Linked DNA regions of Triticum aestivum: region 1 is linked to region 2. The links are chromatin contacts, called in public Hi-C maps. All regions are on one chromosome and are shown on one strand. Each heading gives the region's core, a stretch centred on a gene start, on an enhancer-like site or on the middle of the called end of the contact. The rest is flanking DNA. Distances are from core to core; before and after follow the strand shown. Region 1 holds the start of LOC123145541 (probable galacturonosyltransferase-like 9). Region 2 has its middle 20 kb from the start of LOC123145539.

What was found. A called contact is a pair of places that touch in the nucleus more often than the background predicts.
Region 1: a Hi-C map of leaf shows a contact between it and region 2, with 7 times the contacts expected there. The contact joins the promoter of LOC123145541 here to the enhancer-like site in region 2. A contact is called at or near these places in 2 of 5 Hi-C or Micro-C datasets (leaf and an unstated tissue) and 1 of 1 datasets of contacts at active chromatin or transcription factors (leaf).

What each region holds. Positions count from the first base shown.
Region 1 is chr6D:423,065,663-423,069,508 of IWGSC CS RefSeq v2.1, reverse strand. LOC123145541 (probable galacturonosyltransferase-like 9) reads right to left here and starts at 1,533. Exons shown (of 1, transcript XM_044564971.1): 1 at 1-1,533. The coding sequence starts at 1,268. The coding sequence ends at 141.
Region 2 is chr6D:422,955,183-422,958,999 of IWGSC CS RefSeq v2.1, reverse strand. No RefSeq gene overlaps it. Among protein-coding and RNA genes, the nearest start is that of LOC123145539, 20 kb to the left of the region's middle. Within about 2 kb of position 2,554, at least 1 of the 8 cell types and tissues checked has an H3K27ac peak or open chromatin away from gene starts, as enhancers often do. A contact at or near this core is called in leaf, where this site is marked.

The DNA.
Region 1 (3,846 bases), core at 284-2,783, 110 kb before region 2:
CCGCCCCTCCTCCTCTCGCTGTACAGCCGAAGGCGGCAGCCGGCTTGCGACGGCAGCTGTGATGGCAATGGATATGCATCGCAAGGCAATTGCATTACCACAACCAAATGAAAAAATTATATCGTGTGTCCCATATCTGTCTACCAAGAAAACACCGACGCCGGCAACGCCGATGATGACAATGAGGCCCAGGACGGCGCCGAAGCTTGCGACACATCACCGTCGCCAATGTAGAGGTCGTATGATTTCCATGTATGGTCGAGCGGGCAAGGCCTGCCGGAGTCGAGGCGATCCCATGGCTTGCCCTTGCCTGACCAGTGCATCAGGCTAACAGGGCCCTTGTGGAGCGGGCGGCAGCTACCAAGAATGTTGTCGCCGCCCAAGCCGTGCTGGTTCCACCGATGGTCGACAGCCTCCACCTCGCCGGCGAAGAGGAGCAAGAAAGGGGGCAAGGAGCCCAGCTCGTAGATTCGCTTCTCCTTCTGCAACTCCATCCACTGCTCGACACGGTGGCGGTAGTTCCCCGAGCGCCAGCGCCGGAGGTCGATGACCATGACGCCGGTGTTGAAGTAGCAGGGCGCGCGGCGGCGGCCGGCGAAGACGCGCGCGCCGAGGTCCGGGTCGGACCAGAATGCGTCGGTGAAGTAGCGGGAGAAGTTGGCGTGGCAGTACTCGGGCGCGGCGACGACGGCGGCGGCGGGCAGGCGCGTCTCCCAGAGCCTCCGCACGTCGTCGACGGCGAGCACGTCCGAGTCGAGGTAAATGGCCCGCGGCACGCACTTGGGGAGCAGGTCGGCGAGGTAGTTCCGGGCGTAGTTGAGCGGCGCCTCGAGCGCGGCGCGCACCGAGGCGGAGATGAGCCCCGTGACGGCGTCGGCGCGGAACGGGTAGATCTCGAACCGCAGCGACGGGAAGGAGGCCGCGAGCGCGCTCCGGAGCTCGGCCACCCCGGGCGCGGCGCCGTCGGCGGCGAGGAAGTGGAAGAAGAGCGACTCCGGGCAGGAGGCGTGCTTGAGCAGCGAGTAGATGGCGGCCATGGAGCCCCGGAGGTAGTGCGCGTCGAGCGTCATCGCGATGTGGACGAGCCCCGGGTCGCACACCCCCGCGCCGGCCACCGCCGCCGGGCACCCCTCCCCGTTCCGGTACTCGGGGGCCTCCGCGAACCGCGGCAGCGCCCCCTCCGCCCCCACCGCCCCCGCCCCCGATGCGGCCAACAACAACAAGAACGCCGCCAGCCCGGCCCGCATCGCCGGCGCGGCCGCGGCCATCGCCCCCGCCGCCGCCGGCTAGGGCTCCCCCTCTTTCTCTCCCTCCCTCCCCCCGCCCTCTCTCTCTCGCCCGGTGGGAACGAGGGGGGCCTGGGTCGGGCTCGCTCTTCCTCTCTCTCTCTTCTCTCTCTGGTTGGGTTGGGGAGGGGAGGGGAACGAAGTGGTCGGCGTCTGTTCCAACCAATCCCTCCTTGGCTCCTCCCGTCGCTCCTTGGTATGGAATGGATCCCCCCAACTCCGATGGTTTGTTTTCCTGGGGGCGATTTATATGTGGCGCTACCAATAAAGCCCCCGTGTTATATACCCGCGTGGGGCCCCGAGGGCGCTCGGCCTCGGCGATCGTCATCGCTTGATTAATCCGTGTTTAGTAGGGTTATATATTTTTTTTGCGGGTTATAAGTAAACCGGAATCGGAATTGCATCGGTCAATTCTCGAAAAAAGGGAAGGAAATCGGAATCGGATCGTGCCGCATACGAGTACAGTACGTATACTATACATGTGCCCGCGCCAAGTGGACGCACGTTTTGGATCTGTGCCGATGAGAAAAGGTTTTAGTTACTGCTTGTGCAAGGGATTGGCAACGAAAGCTGCAGGACGGAATGGAATAATCAATCAACCAAAGTTACCCGTGATCCGCTGGAGGCAGCTAAGATGAGATACGACCAATTATGCTATAATAATCGAATACCCAGATGGAATATAAGTAATGCATGTTGGGGCATTGTACATTGGTCGATGTGACGACGCTTGTCACGTTACTCTACTCTATTTGGAGAGGACAATTTCTCAAAATATCCTACCTCTTCTTAGCATCATCTCTTGCAACCAAGGCTGCCATTATTTGTGATGATTAAAAATAAATAAATTAATGAAGGACGCCGCACAAAAAAGAACGACATCTCAAGCACTTTTTTTAAGGGAATGCCATCATGATTTACTTTATTGATTTGGTAAAATAGTTACATTGTTTGCCAAGGGATCAGCCAGGAACCTGGTGGTTCATCGACCCCAATTACAAAACTCGTTATGATCAAAAGAAAATTTGGCAACCTTATGAGCTACACTTGCAACCCTATTATTCCGTTCCTTTATTTATACAAGGTGTATCTGGTTTTTTTTTTGGATAGAATTCCACAATATAAGGTGCATTTGGTCTAATTCCCCGTAATTCCGTTCTTGGCCCTGTAGAAAATGGAAAGTATATCTCCTCTGATTACATGTATCTCTCCTTGTAGAGAAAGAAAAGGAAATTATATCTCTTCCGATTGTGTGTATCTCTTCTTTACCAAGCCTAAATGATTACTTACCGATAATCAAGGAATTAGACAAGGGTAATTTCAACCTAAATAGTCTATAATTACGTGCCTCGATCACCGTGCCAAAAATAATACACCTTATATAAAAGAATTGATGGAGTACAATGTAAGAAATGAACAGATCCTGTCACACCCGACAAAAAGCAAACCATTCGGCATAAATCGTCGATGCTCTGTTCCAAATTTTGTCTTGCCCTGAGCAAGTATTAATCACCTCCATTGAATCAGATTCTATTTGCATGGAATGGAACCCCATATCATTAGCTAACATCAACACATTTCTCATAACTAGAGACGTAGCCATATGTGCATCAACTACATGGGGGATTGGAGAGCAGGAGGCCACCAAGAAGACACCATATTCCTCTCGAATGACCACACCCGTGGGTCCTCTCAACTCATCAGCCAAAAACGATGCATCCACATGTTGTTTAACTGTACCCGGAATTGGCTTCTACTACTTCCTGCCCCTACAAATAACTGGCCCATTCTTCAGCGTAAGGGGTCTCTCAAATTTTAGGCAAATGGCCCAGATAGTCATTGCATTTCGTGGGACTGAGCAAGTTTTGTTGTGATGCGTTTGTTGCCTCCTCATCCAGCACAAATACCAGCATGTTGTACAGATTCCTTCCTTTAAACCGACTGATATCATGTTTGGCATACTGGACTCAGGACGACAGAACAGATGCTCAAGTACATTGACCCAGACCTGTCTTCGGTGGTGGCTTCAGAGATTATTTACGACAGTCCCAACAACCTCCATAGTTCCTTGGCGCGAGCACAACCGAACAACAAAGTGCATAACATCTTCTGGTTCGTGTGAGCAAATTGGGCAATGATCAGCTGATCCGACATGCCTGTTGGTTAGAATACTTTTAAGAGGTAATATGCCATGTAAAGCCCTCCAACTGAATATCTTAATTTTTCGAGGAATTTGTACCTTCCATAGAATTGACCAGACTGGATTAGGAGCTGCAGGTCCCACCAAATGATCAATAGTGTTTCTAAACTGGTGATTCCACTCACAATGGTATGTTGATCATATAGAGAAGAACCCGAAAGATGAACCACACCAAACAACAAAGCCCTCAAAAGAGTTGTAATTTAGGGGAATCTATAGGATGCGATTGACGTCTACTGGGTTAAAAATATCTCGTATCAGTTCCTCATCCCACTTCTCTGTCCAGGATCAATCAACTCGTTAACCTTTGTGATAAGTACCCCATTCCTTGGAGTGATAATTCTCCTAGAAGGGCTTGAA
Region 2 (3,817 bases), core at 1,305-3,804:
TCAATTCAACCACACCTGGATAACTTAATATCTGCAGCAAAGTATTTAGTAGCAAAGTAATATGATAGTAGTGGTAACGGTAACAAAAGTAACGGTAGCAAAAGTAGTATTTTTGGTGTTTTGTAGTGATTGTAACAGTAGCAACAGAAAATTAAATAAGCGAAGAACAATTGTAACTTCGGGGTTGCCGGATCATAACACATAGTAGGTGACTATAGACTTGCAAGATAGAATCAAGAACTCACATATATTCATGAAAACATAATAGGTTCAGATCTGAAATCATGGCACTCGGGCCCTAGTGACAAGCATTAAGCATAGCAAAGTCATAGCAACATCAATCTCAGAACATAGTGGATACTAGGGATCAAACCCTAACAAAACTAACTCGATTACATGATAGATCTCATCCAACCCATCACCGTCCAGCAAGCCTACGATGGAATTACTCACGCACGACGGTGAGCATCATGAAATTGGTGATGGAGGATGGTTGATGATGATGACGGCGACGAATCCCCCTCTCCGGAGCCCCGAACGGACTCCAGATCAGCCCTCCCGAGAGGTTTTAGGGCTTGGCGGCGGCTCCGTATCGTAAAACTCGATGAATTCTTCTCTCTGATTTTTATCTCCCTGAAAGCAAATATATAGAGTTGCAGTTGAGGTCGGAGGAGCTCCAGGGGGCCCACGAGGTAGGGGGCGCGCCCTAGGGGGGAGGGCGCGCCCTCCACCCTCGTGGCCAGGGGGTGGGCCCCCTGGTCTTCATCTTTTGCAAGGATTTTTTATTATTTCCAAATAGACGTTCCGTGGAGTTTCAGGTCATTCCGAGAACTTTTGTTTCTGCACATAAATAACACCATGGAAAGTCTGCTGAAAACAGCGTCAGTCCGGGTTAGTTACATTCAAATCATGCAAGTTAGAGTCCAAAACAAGGGCAAAAGTGTTTGGAAAAGTAGATACGACGGAGACGTATCAACGTCCCCGGCTCCATTCGCCGCGGCATCCAAGAGCTGCCACGACGGTGAGAGAACGACGAGCGCGAGGGGTACTCGAGGCGCGACGTGTTGCCGGTCTCGATGTGGTCGAGGACGGCCTCGAGGGTGCGGCTAGGCACGCCCCACCACTCGCGCCGCCGTTGAGGTGGCCGCGGGGGATGATGCCGTTGGCGGAGGCGATCTGTTCTTCACTGCGCCGCCCGTGAGGCATCAATGGAGGCTGACTGGCGCGGCAGCCCGACAGCCTTGGCATTGATTCCCGCGAGAACCGAGGCGATGAGGACGACGAAGCATCGTGTCGCTGACTCGGCGGGCCCATCCCCGTTCACGCCAAATTCACTTTCCCTGGCGCCCCCAGGCACTTCCCAGCGCGCCGGGTTCGGCCTGGGTCCGCTAGCGCCGGTTTCGGCCCAAACCGGTGAAAAACCGGATCCTGGGGGGTGACTGGGCCGATTTTTGGGCGCCGGCGGCAAAAAAACGCCTGGGGGGGCTGTTGGGGGCGCGGCTGGAGATGCTCTAAGGGTGCAATGCACCGGCGAGAGTGGAGCGGAGGAGGAGGGTGCCGTGGAGGAAGAGGAAGGTGCCGCGGAGGAAGTGGAGGGTGGCGCTGGCTCGTCGGAGGAGGCGTCCTCCATTTGCACGTCCTCTGGCTGCCTGCCGATCTGCCAGTCGGTAGCAATGGCGGCCAGGGCCTGCTTCTGCTCCGGTGTCAGCCCGTCTCAGAGAGCTTTGGCCGCGAAAGGATCCATGGCGGGGAGTGGTGTGGAGAGGGATGAGTGTAATGGCCGGGGCACCAGAGCAGCGGTTTATATAGCATCGGTGGGCGGCAGACAGACGAACGGGTGGCGTCGGAGGAGACGCCTCAGCAATCGCGTGTCATCAATGCGGGCGGCAGACGGACGGACGGGCGGCCGTCGTGTCGTTTGAACGCGCGACCGTCGCCTGTACCGGGAAGCGGCGCGAGCGGCGCTCTCTCGGCCGACGCGCCGCTTCAATGCCGGCGCCAGTGAGCGATCGCGTTCGCTCTGGGCGGGTATGAGTGCGGGTGCCGACCAAAAACACGCGGGAGGTGTGAGGGGCTTCTGGTGGCGAGGTGGTAAAAAACGGGCTTGTGATCGGTCGAGACTCCCAGAAACCTTTTCTACTTTTGTCTTCGATTCGCAGAAAGAATCGTGTCCGGATCGCTTCGCAGACCGATAAAGGGCCGCGATGGATAGCTTCCGCGGTTCTAACGACGGTTACGGGAAGTTTATGCGTCGGTTCTAACGACGGTTACGGGAAGTTTATGCGTCGGCGTCGGAGATGCCCTGCAAACAAATATCCCATGCTGTTATTTCCCGCGTAAAAAGAGGGCTGTCCCTGTCAATGCAATTTTGCAAAGAAAGAAGAATCATGTTGTATGCAATTTTGCCACAGCCATGCCAATGTGCGAGTAGCGTGTAACAACACGAGGGTTTTAAGAGCCTACGAAATTCCTTGTGTTGTGGCGTCAGCACCTAGATCAGTCGACATGCAGCACATCAACGTGCAGTTGCCACGAGTGACCATGCATGGCAACGTGTGGCCCCGGTGCTGATGCCACGCATGTTCGGTTAGCACCGCAGACGGAGCACGGGAGCAGGGGCTGGGAAGCTCGGAACTGGACAATTCTTCCGGTCGGTGCCTCGGCTCGGCGGTACCTGTCATCCGGCCGACGGGGGCGACGGGGACATGAGGGACAATGAAGATTTTGTTTCGAGCAAAGATTTTATTCCGAGCATAGTGGACATGAGGCGATGAAAAAGGAACACGCGACGGCGCGAGTGGAGGCCCAAGATGATCAATGTGGCAGGAGCATTTGTGAACAGTTTTTTGAAGTCATGAATATTTTTGAATATAACAAACATTTATTTATTTTGTGAACAGTTTATAGAAATGTAAGAACATTTTTTCGAATTCATGAGCATTTTCTGAATCAACGAACATTTTTGAACCGATGAAGTTCCTTGAACTTTTGGGAATATTTTCAAATTCACGAACATTTTTTCGTTTTTTGTGAACATTTTTACAAATTTCAAGTGCATTTTTTGAATTCGGAACATTTTGTTCTAGTTCATGAACATTGTTTGAATATGCGAATATTTTTTAAAATTGGGAACATAATATCTGAACATTTTTCAAAATCACGAGCATATTTCTAATGTGCGAACATTTTACGATTTCTTGAAACAAAATCAAGATCATGAATATTTTATTTTCTAAATTCACGATCATTTTATGATTTTTTGAACATTCTTTTTCAAAATTCACAACTATTTAGAAATCTGGAGCTTTTTTGAAATCCTGGATTATTTTAAAAAGGGAAAAAAGAAAAAGAAAAAACAAAAAAAGGGGGCGTCCCGCCCCGTGCATGGGCCGGCCCAACAGGGCGCGTGCGAGGAGGGGGGGCGGGGGGATGCGCTTTTCCCGAAATCACTAATTAAGGAGTACTCGTTTCAAAGAACACTTCACTTTCCCAGGTCGCGACAAGTAGCGCACATGCAGCGCGCCACTTGTCGCAACCTGGGAGTTTTCCCTTTTTTCGTAGATCCGTTTATTCAAAACGTTTTATCTCCTAAACCATGCGTCCAAATCTTGAACCGTTTTCACCATTGGATTCCTCGCGTCGAGATCTTTAAAACTAGATCCCATGTTGATAGGTTTTAACGAACTTTTTTTTTACGAAAAAACCGGGAAAACGAACCGGGAGCACGGTTTTTTCCCTTTCCGAAAGAGGCACGCCCGTGCCTCTCACGAAATCACAACCGTGCCTCTCACGAAATCACAACCGTGCCTCTCGTGGA